4 separate regions of the Mus musculus genome follow, and regions 1, 2 and 3 are each linked to region 4. Evidence: chromatin contacts called from public HiChIP or PLAC-seq and promoter capture Hi-C data. All regions are on one chromosome and are shown on one strand. The core of a region is the stretch at or near the end of the contact, and the rest is flanking DNA. Distances in the headings are between cores, read along the strand shown.

Region 1 (3,310 bases), core at 306-2,805, 930 kb before region 4:
GAGTTCCAGGACAGCCAGGGCTACACAGAAAAACCCTGTCTCGAAAAACAAAAAGTCAAATTTAGGAGTCAGAGGCAGGTGGATCTCTGAGTTTGAGGCCAGCCTGGTCCACATAGAGCTTTGTGGGCATTGGTGGTGGTGGTGGTGGTGGTATATGCCTTTGATCCCAGCACTAGGGAGGCAGAGCTTTATTGAGTTTGAGTTCCGCCGCCTGTTCAGAGTGAGTTCCAGGACAGTCAAGGCTACACAGAGAAACATTGTATCAAATGCAATGCCCCCCTCCCCACCAAGAGAGAACTTGTCTTAAAAAAAAAAAGACAAAAACTCAATCACTTACTAAACAATTACTAAGTTATCTCCCCCACCCCCTAAAGTCACTATGAAACGATAGCAGAGCAGACACAGGTCCCCTGTCAACTGGAATAGTCAACTGGGACACAAAACAATAAAAGGTATAGTAGTCAGGTCTAGTTGCAGAAATAGACCTGTCCTCTCTCCCAGCCTCGTGTACATTCATTTTTTGTGTCTACTTAAGGGGTCCTCATATGTGAGGTCCATTTATTACTGCTCCATAAACCACACTCTGCAATGTCAAGAAAGTCCCCAACTACTCTGAGGCACTGATCCAACCTAGTTATTTATAGAAAAAGGAAATCATTTTTTCTTCTTTTTCTTTTTTAACTTTATGCATGTGATTGATTTGCCTTTATGTATCTATGTGCCTGCCTGGTGCCTGAGGAGGTTGGAAGAGGGGTCATCAGAGCCCCCAGAACTGGAGTTACAGATAGTTGGAAACCAGTATTGGAAACCAAACCAGGATCCTCGGCTAGAGTATCACGTGCATTTCTCTTTCAGACAGGTTTCATGTACTCACTACGTAGTTGAGGGTTGACCTTGAACTTCTGGTCCTCCCTGCCCTCACCTCCTGAATGCAGAGGTTATAGGCATAGTCGGAATGCTGGTTTTAAGCAGTGTTGTGGCTCAAAGTTCTGCACTCATGTGTTCAAAGCAAATCTCTCCCAAACATAGAATAAAAATGTTGCCACCAGAGGGAGGGAAAAATTTTAAACCGAGTGAGCCCAGCATCCAACCAGGATGGAGGGTCAAAGCAAAAATAAGACAGTCTTCTCTGGGTCTAAAAACTTTGTTCGGTGTTGGAGGTAATGACGAGGGGCTGCTTAAGCAGGAAGAGGGCTGCAAACTTTTGGCCAGCCTGGGATACATAGTGAGACCCTGTCTCAAACACCAGACAGTGGGAAGAGCAACTATGGACACTTAAGAACACAGCTAGGATAGGCTGGAGGGTGGGGGGTGGGGAGTAGGGGGTCTTCCCCTGAGCTACTCCATCAGCCGTCATTCATGCTGTCCATCCGACATAAGCTACCGAGTCAGACACAGTCTACCAGAAGTCCAAGCACAAAGTCAGGCCAGGTTCCACCCAATCAAGCAACCAAGACACCAAAAGCCTTGAATTGCTAGCCACGTCCCAGGGCGGGGTAAGGTGGGGAAGGGAGCGCTCGCTGGCTCTGTGGGCGGGGCCTCCCGGGACGGGGTCAAGGGTCAGAAGGCAGAGGCGTGCCCAAGATGGCGGCCTCCATGTGCGACGTGTTCTCCTTCTGCGTGGGCGTGGCGGACCGTGCCCGGGGTTCCGTGGAAGTCCGTTATGTGGACAGCATCAAGGTGAGGCCAGGTCGGACCGGGCCCGGAGAGCCACGCGGGGGAACCCACGCTCACATTCTGGAGTCCGGGCCCCTCGGCGCCAGTCTGGTTGCTGCTTGGGCCCGGGGTGCAGAGTCGGTCCTCGTGCCCAGGCTCGTGGCGATATCGCGCGGGGGGAGGGAGGAAAGCCCGGTCCACTGGCGGGTGGCCGTGCTGCTGCTGTCCTGGGTGGAGTTGAGGCTCTGGGTAGACCTGGGGTTGAGGGATATCCTGGGCCAGATTAAAGCCAAGGCTATCTTGGTTAGGCTGGGGCTTAGTTAGCTACTATTCTGGCGGTAGTGAGGGGAGTACTTAGCCGAGGGAACGGAGGTATGAAGCAGACTGGGCTCCCCAGCGACCCTTCTGACTAAGGTATGGGTGGAGACTTGGAAAGAGAGCTAGGGAACTTGGACCAGAACCTACACACCGAGCACTTCTCCTGAAGGGTTTTAAGCAAGAGAATGACATGATTTCGTGATTCGTATTATGGTTCTTTTTTGTTGCTTCTGTTGTTGTGCTTTTTGTTTTTGTTTTGTTTTGAGACGGGGTCTCATTTTGTAACTCCAGCAGTCCTAGAACTCACTATGTAAACCAGGCTGCTCTGCCTCACCAGTGCTGAGATTAAAGACTTGTGCCAGTATGATCGGCTCTATTAATCGTGTTTTATTCCCTGTAGAATAGAAAATTCACATAAGTAAAGGCAAAAAAAAAAAAAAAAAACACTCCAAATTGTTCTTGAGGCTGGACTTGAACTCATCTACCAACACCCAAGTGCTGGTTAATGGGCCTTGTGGCTGAAACACCCCACCTCCATCCCACGTTTTCTTTTAATACATGTTTTCAGTACATCTTTAGTATCAGCGGTCCCATTTCTACTTGGTTAAAGAGTTGATTGATAGCCGGGCGTGGTGGTGCACGCCTTTAATCCCAGCATTTGGGAGGCAGAGGCAGGCGGATTTGAGTTCAAGGCCAGCCTGGTCTAAAAACCTACAAACCCAAGGAGTTGATCAATAAGAGTTTTGGGGTGGGGGGCGCACTTCACTCAACCAAATCCTTCTGTATGGCTCCTTTATGTTGTATCTTCTCAGTCCTGAGAGCAAAGGTCTCTGCTGGCTTCGCTGCAGACAGGCTTTTGTTCTCTCTGGCACTGTTTTCTCACTAGGTGCCTTTGCCAGTTGATATATGCAAAATGCTATGGTTTTGACTTCATTTGCATTCCCCTGGGTAAAAGTCAGGTTAAATAATCATAATAACAACATGCATATCCTTGGTCCTTGACCCAAGATGTTGTCATTTGCTGTCAGCATCTCCATATCTGTCCAGGTTCCCATTTTAAGTTTCTCTTATCTTTCTGTTCCATAGGCATTGAGAGCAAGTACTCCTATCTGCCCATGGGTAGGAAGCTAGCTTGCTGGTCTCCTTTGTGTCCTTAGCTGCTCACATCCCCATTACCACCCAGAGCTGGTCCATCTGGGGGCCATCTGAGGTGTCTCAGATCAGTAATCCCTTTCATCACTTTTTTAGTCACCGTACTCCTCCCCTACCTTGGCCCAAACTCCCTTCTTCACTTCCTCCTCATTTTTTACTTCCACCAGTCCCTTTGCCCAGTTCT
Region 2 (3,363 bases), core at 391-2,890, 770 kb before region 4:
GAGATCAGAGGATAATTTACGGGAATCAGCTTCCTTCTATTATGTGGTTGTGGGTACCAGGATTGAACAATGTGTTGATCATGCTAAGTGAAAGTATCTTTACCTGATGAGTTATCACACCACCTCATTTATTTAGGGAAAGTATCATGTAGCCCAGGCTAGCCTCAAACTCACTAGCCAAGGATGGCTTTGAACTTCTGATTTTCCTGTTACCACATCTAAGTACTAGGATTATAGGACTGTATTACCACACTTTTAGTGTTTATATGGTGCTGGAGGTTGAACCCAGGGCTTTGTGTGTACTAGGCAAGCACTCTCCAACTGAGATACCTAAACAGTTTCTACTCTGATTCTTAATGTCTTGTTTGTTATTTAGCTCTCCTGGTTTTTCTTAATTCCTTATAAACTCAGATTTGCATATAAAAGTCACTAATTTTGCAACTTCTCTTGTTAATTTGTAGTAGATTCACTGTTTTGCTTCTAGATAGAAATTGATAAAGTGAATTTGGATTTTTTAAAAAAATGGATTTTTTTTAAAAGGCAGTTTTCATATTACCTTTTAACCAACAGAGGAGTTGCTTTTCAGCATTGCTGATTTCAGCAGCCCAAGGAGCTCCTCCCAGGTACTACACTCAGGTCTCAGGTGAAGCAGAAGTCTTAGGCTACAGAAAGGATTTTAGGATGGATCAGTGAGAAGTAGAGTTCATTATAAACAGTATACTCCAAGACTCCTGTGGGGAAGTTTCAAGAGAGACTCACACTAAATATCGTATCAATTTTCAAGTTATCTTGTTTAAAGGATGTAATGTATCAAACTTTAAAAGATTAAGTAAAATGTGCTGGGCGATTGATGGTGGGGAGTGTCTTTAATCCCAGCACTCTAGAGGTAGAGTCAGGAGGATCTCTGAGTTCCAGCTCAGGCTGGTCTACAGAGTGAGTTCTAGGACACCAAGGACCACACAAAGAAATCCTGTTTCAAAAAACAAAAACAGAAAGATGCAGTACAATGTTTTGGTATGCTTATTTTTTCTTTTTGAGACTATAATATAATTACATAATTTCTCTATTTCCTTTCTTCCTTCCAAACCCTCCCAAATACCCTCCTTGGGCCCTTTGAATTTATGGTCTCTTTTTTCATTAATTGTTCCATGCACGTGCATATATATATATATATATATATTTTAACAAGATCTTAAGTTATTTATGGGTGTTTTGTGAAGGTTTTCAGATGAATGCTAATAAGATAGATAAGGTCATATTTTTTTTCTGTCAACATGTCCCTTCTCATAGTGCGTCCGATTTGATTTGTATGCATGTACAATTATACATATGTAATATAAATAGGAAATTTAAATAATATAAATAGGAATTCCCCCAGAATTCACTGAAACAATGAAGTTTGTCTTACTGTACATGCACCCCAAACCAGTTCAGACCAGATCAGCCTCTCTTTTCTACCTGTCCAGATCCTTTGGGATTATACCTGAATAGAAAACAGTCCAGATCTGATTGTTAGGGGCAGAGAAGCTTGTACTATTGCTCAGAGTGAAGTGTGCATTCTGCCTAGTGTAGGTGGAGAGTAGAGGGTTCTGAGATTGCTAGGTGCATTGTTTGAGAGGGGTGTGAGTACATGCAGGATAAGGAACTAGACTCTCAGATACGTTAATACAAGGCTGTGTGTACATAATCCAAACCAAAGAGGTCTCAAGCCACTGAACTATTTCCTGTGTTTGCCTGCCTTATAATGGCTTTCCCCACACCCTCCTGTGAGGGAAGAGCAACAGGTCCACTCTTGAGAGTCTCTTGTGGGAAGTTACAGCTGCTTCTGATGAAGATGGTAGTGCTGCTATGCTTGGAGAATAGCATTTTATAACAGAATGAAAGCATTTTATAAAGTGAAAGGTGTTTTCTAGCATGGTTACTTTTGTTATTGTACATCACTTGGCTACATGTGCTTTTTGATTTTTAGGTTGTCCCACTGACTTGCCGTGTATGGCAGCAGTCATCATATCAAGATAATTCTAGAGCCCAGTTTTCCAACTCCAGTACAATGTTATTGGAAACAGGGGTCCGGTGGGGCTCTGAGGAGGATCAGGTAAATCTGGGGCAAATTCTTTTTCTTTTTACCAGTAGCATAAGAGATGTTGTAGTCATTTTCAGTGTCCTAATAGTGCTCATAATTTTATGTAGAACAGAAGCTCGTCCCTGCTCTCTCCATCTCAATAGTCTACGTTCTTTTAAGAGCATTGTAAAGGGCTTTGTATATGTGCATTATGTCTTGGGATACTTAGCATACAAGAAGTTAAAATATTCAAAATTACAAACTCATTACTTGATGGTAATTTATTTTATTTTAAGAGGAAAGGTGTCCATTTGCATTTTTTTGTCTGTTTTTTTTTTTCTTTTTTTGAGGCAGAGTTTCCTCTGTATAGCTCTGTATAGCAAGCAAGTTCCTGGAATTTGCTCTGTAGACTAGGCTGCCTTTGAACACTACCTGCCTCCCCAGTGCTGGGATTAAAGGTGTGTGCTACCACTACCCAGTTATCTATTTCCACTTTTAAAGAGCTAAGTTTTTTGATGTATAAAGAAATGTATTAAAGTGAACTGTTTTATCTATACAGTTTATCAGATGAGCTTTGAAAGATACAGTCACATACCACTATGGTTGAGACATATAGCTTAGGTATTATATACAAAAGATTATGAATACTATTTTTGTCATTGCCTTCTCTAGTCCCTGATGTTATAGCAAGCACCCTGTTGTTAGTGGCTTTGCCTTTTCAAAATTATAGTGTGAGGATTTTTAAAATCTGATTTTTTTTCCCTTTCTTTCTAAAATTAGCCTATGTTGCATGTGTCAGCTCTTTAATTTTCATTGTTAAATAATATTCTTTAAGGGTTTTTTGAGTAAACATGACTTTCTGTTGAGTAAATACCTAGGAGTAGATCAGCTAAATTATTTAATGGTATATTTAACTTTATAAGAATATGCTAAATTATTTTCTGAAGTACCTGTTCCCATTTTGCCCAAGGAATATTGTTGATAGGTTTGGAAATACTCAGTTTTTTGTCATGTACCAAATGTATTGATTTGACAATGAGAACTTAAATATAGTGTTAAGTGTCAGTGACTGCCTGGTACTAGGAGATGGGAGTGATCAGAAGAGAACGAGGAGGTTAATAGGGCAAGAAGGAACATAGAAGGAACAACTTTTTTTCAACTCTGGTGAGAATATTGTTAAATATGCTATGAGTAGACAGTAGTATTAATGTGTTGACTCAGTTAACGACCAACATCTTTTCCTTTAAAATTTTCCTTTCAGAGAACAGAGTCTTGGCATTGTCTTCCTCAAGAAAGGGATT
Region 3 (3,150 bases), core at 92-2,591, 990 kb before region 4:
TCCCAGGCTTTGGTGTCTCTGGCCTTTGAACCCAGCATTGGGGAGGCAGAGACAGTAGAATCTCTGAGTTCAAAGGCAGCCAGGTCTACATAGCATGTTCCAGGACAGACAGCGCTACGTAGAAAGACCCTGTCTCGAAACAAAACAAAACAATAAGAACTTTTCCTATCCTTTCTAGAGAAAATAATCCGGAGAACTGAGGGCATTATAACCACTGTCCCACTGACCCAAGCTGATTCAAATGTACCCTTCTTTACTCCGAGGTGGGCCAATGCTCTCAGTCCTGGTACCCTAAGACAGAGTCACAGAGTACGTCTATACGGTGAGGTGTATCCCTGAACGTTCAAAGGCCAAGTGTCCTGTGTAACCCCTGGGAAGGCTGGGGTGTCTCCCTTCAATCTTGCCTTGGAAGATAACACCTCACCTTCCTGCTTCTACAAGGTGAGACTTCCTCTCCACTACCTACAGGCTAGTCACCTCTTTGAGGAAAAGAAGGCAGACCCTGAAGTCTTTAAATTTCCCTTCTTGAATTCCCACAGCCTCAGAATCCCATTCCGAACTTTCCTTGGCCATGTACTGCCAACGCTTGGTCACTACACCAACTCCATCAGGCCTTCCAGGCCCACCAGGCTGCTGGGGAGACAGTCAGGGGGAATTGGGGAGGGCAGAAGGCTGAATGAGAAGTAACAAACAGTATACGGGTTTGTGTCCTTGAGTGGGAGGACCGGGTCCAGACGTCCCAACCAGCCCCGCCCGGTTAGGCCTTCAACCGTTTTTGTCCCTGCTCCCAGCGCCCCAGACTCACTGCGTGTGCTGGGCGCGGCCTGCGCGGAAGACCTCGTCCAGAGCTACGGTTGCCCGGCCCAGAAACTTGTCCACGCCGATGAGTGAGCGATGCATGGTGGTGAGCACGAGCTCGCAGGCGGCGTTGGGGCCGGAGGCCCAGGGCGCAGGGCCCGCATCTGCCTCCTGTGCCCGCAGCAGGCCGTCCAGGGCTCCAGGCGGTAGCTCGAACGAACACTCTTCGCACCATTCCGGGCAGCCTTGCGTCTTCTCCACTACCGAGGTGCTGTACTTCTCTCGGCCCACCTGGATCACCGTGTACGCGTCGCTGGTGCTGCCGGCGCCCGAGCTCTTGCCCCTCAACCCGCTGGCCCGCAGCACGGTCACCTGGACATGCGTGGGCAGCCAGCGGGAGGATCCGGCCGCCGGCTCAGGGTCCCGCACCAGAGCCATGGCGGACCCTGGGACAGAGTGACAGACGTGGCAGCCGCGGGATGCTGTCAGGAGCCGGCTCCCCCGCGCCGCCTGCAGCGCACCGACCGCCGCAGCTGCGGGCTGGCCTGGGCCAAGCGGGCCGCCGCCTCCCCGCCGCCCCGCCTCCCGGGCGGCCGGCCGCCCCGCGACGTCACGCCCCGCCTAGGCCCAGGCCAGGCCCCGCCCCCAGTTCCACCAGCATATAGCTGCCTAAGAGCTAAAGAAACCCAGAGAGGGGCGCGGCCTCTGCAAAGATGTGGGCGGGGCTTTCTCACTGGCCCAGCCCCTCTGGGGGAACCTCAAGCTCCCGCTGCTCTTCTAAAAGGTGACCGGTGCAGAAGGGCGCGGCCTCTGCGTGTGTTGGGGGAGAGGATTGAGATCTGGCCATGCCTTAATCACGACCGGATTCGCTTGTGCACAGTGCGGAACTGCAAAGGAAGAAATGGAGGGGGCTAGGGACGAAGGCCGCTTGCAGCCTCTGCAGAGAGGTGGGCGTGGTTACCACCATGGCCCCGCCCCGTTTAGGCAGCGACTCCAAGCTAGAGAGCCGAACCTCTCTGCATAACTATCCACCGCGCTCTACCTGGACAGTGTCAGGGTTTTCTGCAAGCTCCTGTACTCCTGAAAGCCCTCGCTGCTTCGAAGATCCATTCTGCTCGGCGTGGATTTGAGGGTAGATAAGATGCCTACTCTAGAGACCCCCTAAATCGCACATGCGCTCCCATTTTCAACTCTCTACATATATGTGATGACCTAGAGCCGCCGCTGGGAAATCACTGGAGTGGGACTTAAAACAATCTTTTTCTGCTTTGATTTTTCCCCCACTCCCTTTTTTTTTTTTTTTTTTTTTTTTGGAAACGGAGTCTCTTCTGGCTCTCCTGGAACCTGCTATGTAGATTACGGCTCGAATTGTTAAATTCCTGCCTCCACTGAGTGCTGGGATTAAAGGCGTGCCCACTGGTTTTAAAACTTTTGTGTGGCCAGGTGTAGTAGTGCTCACCTTTAATCCCAGCACTTCCACTTGGGAGGCAGAGGAGGAAAGATCTTTTTGAGTTTGAGACCAGCCTGGTCTACATAGTGAGTTCCAGGCTAGCTAAAACATTAGCCTTATATACAAACAAGGCAAACAGGGCCTTGTTGGTAGTAGACAAGCATTCTACCACAGGACTAATCTTCCACCTCTAAATCCATTCATACTTGCCTACTGTGTGTTGTGTTCTGAGAACTGCCAGCACACTTGTTTCATTATTAAGATAATGGTTAATAATTATGGATGCTGAATTTCAGCAAGAGTCGGCCAACAACTGACTCATGAGCTTTCTGTGCATGACCTCACTCATTCTTCAGAGCCACCCTATATGTGAATTTGGTTTCCCAGAAGGCAGAATTATAGGTTAGATAAATTTACCTAAGATGCATAACAAAGAAGCTGTTGTAGCACAGCCTATAATCCCAGGACTCTGAAGGCAAATTCAAGGCCAGCCTGGGCTACATGGTGAGCCTTTACTTTTTTCTGTTAACTTTCAGAGCCTACCCTTAAATTAGATTTTTTTTTTCAATTTTCAAGACAGAGCCTCTCTGTGTAACCTTGGATGTTGTGGAACTCTCTTTGTAAATCAGGCTGGCCTTGAACTCACAGAGATCCACCTGCCTCTGCCTCCCAAGGGTTGGGATTAAAGCCATGCATCACCACTGCCTGGCTTAGAATATTTTTTAATAATGTATGCATATATACTCAGGACAAAAACAAAACAGTAGGCAACAAGGTGTCTTCATTGCCACTAAACCTGACAACTTGAGTTCGATCCTCCTCAGGACTCACGTGATAGGAGAGAGCTAATTCCAGCAAGTTGTTCTCAGACCTCCACAAGTACACCGTAGCACACTCTCTCA
Region 4 (3,141 bases), core at 80-2,579:
CTTTGTGCACAGTGAGAGAAAAATGGACACTGAAGGGTCCGCTTCAGACCCCATTCAAAGTACTTGCAAAGCACCTGGTCTGTTGGGTGACCACTGCCATCGCCCTGGCTCCAGCTGCTCCTGGAAGATCCCTGTAAGTCCGGCTTCAAGTAGTGGACACATTTTATCCCCAACCCTGGTATCTGAGAGAGGGAAAGCCCAGCCATGGAGGAACACAGCTTTTCTCAAAGGACAATGGGTTGTGTGGCTTTTCCTACCCTCAAAACAGAGCTAGCCTGCCATCTAGTGGCGAATCACAGCAAGTGCCTAAAATCTCAAGCACTCTTCACACGCTAGTCTTTTTTTTTTCGTTCCAGGCTATTCCACAAAGCTTCAACCTTTTTTTTCTGTTTTGCCCTCTGAAGCTTCCCGTACCTGCCTGTCATTCTTTTCCTTCTCCAGAGTGCCAGGCAAGGGCCTTCTAGTTCAATACAAAAATTCAATGCTAGCTCGCCGAGAGAGATTTCCCGAAACACTCGAACTTTCCCTTATCTCTATGGGACCACTTATAGCCCAAGCTCTTCTAACGCAGCCTTTAGTAGCCCTCTTCCTAACCTAATGATGCTCCCCTCTGCATCGGCCCATGGGAAGAAGGGACCACTTGTGTTTCAGAGATGACTGCATAAGACAGTAGAAATGGGAACACGAGAGCACATGGCTGACAGAACCAATCCATTCAGAAACAGCTCGCCCTTACTCAACGGTCTCGCTATCTACAGCCCCTCCATACCCCCACACTACTCTTGAGACAATCTAGAATACCGTACCCTTTACTCGCAGTAACTAGTAACTCGGCATAAATGTTCACCAGCTGGGGAATTGACAAAGCAAATTGTGGTATGTACATTTAATGAAATTCTGTTCGGCAACAAAAAGAAACCAAGACAAAGATAGCAATAATAAAATCTGATCGAGCTGTACAAGAGCTGCTAATTACATTCGCTTTTTTAAAATTGGGATTGACAGAGGGAGAGAGAGAAAGAGAGGAAGAAAAGAAGTCAGACGACGAAGAGATCTTTGGCCACCAAAAGCCTGGCTCCACGGAAGAACCAGCGGCGCGCCCGCTGTCTCCTGCCTGAAGTTGCTTAACCTAGACGCCAGGGGGCGATGAGGATGCGGGAACGGGAACGCTTACTGAGGACAAGGGCGCAATGGCCAGGGGCCAGGGCGAGGTACTCGGAAGACTGTGCGGTGACTCGGTGGGGGGTCGGGCTCAGCGCAAAGGGGCGGGACTCACTAGCTAGGGGCGGGGCGCAGCCGAGGGCGGGGCGAAGCCGGAGGGTGGGACTCAGTGGCTTGAGAAGCCCGCACGGGCGCAGGGGGCGGGGCGCAGCGGGTGCACACGCGGGCGCCGGCGCGGCTGAGCTCAGGGTCGCCATGGCGGAGGTGCAGCAACTCCGAGTGCAGGAGGCTGTGGACGCCATGGTGAAAAGTGTGGAGAGAGAGAACATCCGGAAGATGCAGGTAGCGGCGCGGTCCGGCGCCCAAACGGGATTGGAAACTCGGGCGGGGGTGGCGCGGTGACGTTCGAGCTCCGGGCCTCGCGTGGGGCGGTTTCCTCCCACCTGGCCTCGGTGACGAGCGTTCGGCCGCCCCTGAGGTGATCTGGCGCGAGGCTCGGAGGGACCGGCCCAGGAGAACCACCAGACCGAAATCCCTTCGGGCCGTCCTGCGCTGATTTAGATGCCACGAACCCTGAACGCCCGTGAGCGTGGGCCCCGTCTCCCTCACCCTACTGGCCTCGCTTAACTTCACCCCTTAATCACCCTCTACTGTTTCGATCGCCTTGTGGGGCGTTGACTAGCCAGGCCGACCTCTGAACTCTGCTACAGAAATACAAAAACTGATTTTCAGAACGTGGTTTCTTCCGGTTCAGTCTTGGGTACATTATCTTATCAGTGAGCTCATAGCAGCACACAGGGTCTCTTTTAACCCAGGTTGACTTCCAACCCCCGATCTTCCTGCCTTCACCTTTGGAGTGCGAGGATTACAGGCATGGGCCACCACCCTGGCTTTGTGCTGTGCGGAATGGAACGCAAGGCTTTCTTAGAACTAGCAAGCGCGCTCCCAAGAACATATATCCCCATCCTACAAATGTTAGGCCTGGTAACCGTCCCAGTCTTACGAAGTCCTGATGATACGGCGGGAAAAATAAAACAAAACAGGTAGAGAAGCATGGCCTCCAAGGCCTTGTCCTTCGAGAGCTGTCCTCAGAGTCTTTCCAGTCTCACCAGGCTCTGTCTTCGCTCCCCAGGGCCTCATGTTCCGGTGCAGCGCCAACTGCTGTGAAGACACCCAAGCATCTATGCAGCAGGTGCACCAATGCATCGAGCGCTGCCATGCGCCTCTGGCTCAAGCCCAGGCTCTGGTCACCAGCGAGCTGGAAAGGTTCCAGGTCAGGAATGCCTCACAGCTCCCAAGTCCTTGAACAGCAGCTCCTTGGCAGGGGATGAGAAACACTCGTTCTGCCTTAGGTCCTGTCAACACTGGTGGGAGCCCTGGTGTCCGTGAGGGTTGATATTCTGGAAGAAGCCCTGGGTGTGCTGTTAAGTTGTGCTATATTTGCCACAGAAACAGTAATATAAAAGAAAGTTACCAAGGGGGTTTCTAACCAAGCACCTTTATGCCTTTTTGATGTACCAAATACAATCTATGTTGTGTTGTATAAAATTCCTTAAAATGTATATTAATTTGGGGCTGTAGAGATGACTCAGCATTTAAGAGTACTAGCTGCTTTTCCAGAGATTCAGTTCCTAGTACCCACCTAAATGGTGGCTCACAGTTATCTGTAATTCCAGTCATAAGTGATCTGAAGCCCTCTTTGGCCCTCTGCGGGCACTGCACAAATGTGGTGCACAGACATTATATTTAGGCAAACACATAAAAAATAAAATCTCAAAAACAAAAGCTATGGAGCTGAAGAAATGGCTCAGCAGTTAAGAGCACGGGTTGTTCTTCAGAGTCAGGTTCAATTCCCAGCACCCACACGGCAGCTCACAGCTGTCTGTAATCTCAGTTCCATAGGACCGGACACCCTCACACAAACATACGTTCAGGGAAAACACCAATGCATATTAAAAAAAAAAAGTAAAGGTATAAACT

What was found. Promoter capture Hi-C pulls out the DNA fragments that hold promoters and counts their contacts. HiChIP or PLAC-seq counts read pairs in DNA pulled down with a chosen protein or histone mark.
Region 1: a contact with region 4 is called in an HNF4G HiChIP or PLAC-seq map of pancreatic cancer cells. The contact joins the promoter of Smyd5 here to the promoter of Fam136a in region 4. A contact is called at or near these places in 5 of 39 promoter capture datasets (the 3T3-L1 cell line, 3T3-L1-derived adipocytes, the C10 cell line and 1 more), 2 of 484 Hi-C or Micro-C datasets (B cells and CD4 T cells), 6 of 115 datasets of contacts at active chromatin or transcription factors (the NIH/3T3 cell line, bone marrow-derived macrophages, embryonic forebrain and 3 more) and 2 of 9 other capture datasets (embryonic stem cells and liver).
Region 2: a contact with region 4 is called in a promoter capture Hi-C map of the C10 cell line, with 5 times the contacts expected there. The contact joins the enhancer-like site here to the promoter of Fam136a in region 4. A contact is called at or near these places in 12 of 39 promoter capture datasets (the 3T3-L1 cell line, 3T3-L1-derived adipocytes, the C10 cell line and 7 more), 1 of 15 datasets of contacts at CTCF or cohesin (pro-B cells), 5 of 484 Hi-C or Micro-C datasets (B cells, CD4 T cells and embryonic stem cells), 10 of 115 datasets of contacts at active chromatin or transcription factors (the 230-238 cell line, astrocytes, bone marrow-derived macrophages and 7 more) and 1 of 9 other capture datasets (embryonic stem cells).
Region 3: a contact with region 4 is called in a promoter capture Hi-C map of pre-B cells, with 5 times the contacts expected there. The contact joins the promoter of Rab11fip5 here to the promoter of Fam136a in region 4. A contact is called at or near these places in 6 of 39 promoter capture datasets (the 3T3-L1 cell line, cranial neural crest, hippocampal neurons and 2 more), 1 of 484 Hi-C or Micro-C datasets (CD8 T cells) and 3 of 115 datasets of contacts at active chromatin or transcription factors (bone marrow-derived macrophages and embryonic stem cells).

The regions. Positions count from the first base shown.
Region 1 is chr6:85,430,421-85,433,730 of GRCm38.p6, forward strand. Smyd5 (SET and MYND domain containing 5) reads left to right here and starts at 1,556. Exons shown (of 13, transcript NM_144918.2): 1 at 1,556-1,680. The coding sequence starts at 1,585.
Region 2 is chr6:85,597,876-85,601,238 of GRCm38.p6, forward strand. It overlaps Alms1 (ALMS1, centrosome and basal body associated), which reads left to right. Exons shown (of 23, transcript NM_145223.2): 2 at 1,970-2,095; 3 at 3,324-3,363. Among named protein-coding and RNA genes, the nearest start is that of Alms1, 12 kb to the left of the region's middle. Within about 2 kb of position 1,641, at least 3 of the 459 cell types and tissues checked have an H3K27ac peak or open chromatin away from gene starts, as enhancers often do.
Region 3 is chr6:85,373,293-85,376,442 of GRCm38.p6, forward strand. It overlaps Rab11fip5 (RAB11 family interacting protein 5 (class I)), which reads right to left and starts at 1,342. Exons shown (of 6, transcript NM_001003955.2): 1 at 806-1,342. The coding sequence starts at 1,236. 4933423K11Rik (a long non-coding RNA gene) reads left to right here and starts at 1,562. Exons shown (of 4, transcript XR_869208.2): 1 at 1,562-1,930.
Region 4 is chr6:86,364,317-86,367,457 of GRCm38.p6, forward strand. Fam136a (family with sequence similarity 136, member A) reads left to right here and starts at 1,330. Exons shown (of 3, transcript NM_025591.3): 1 at 1,330-1,503; 2 at 2,294-2,434. The coding sequence starts at 1,417.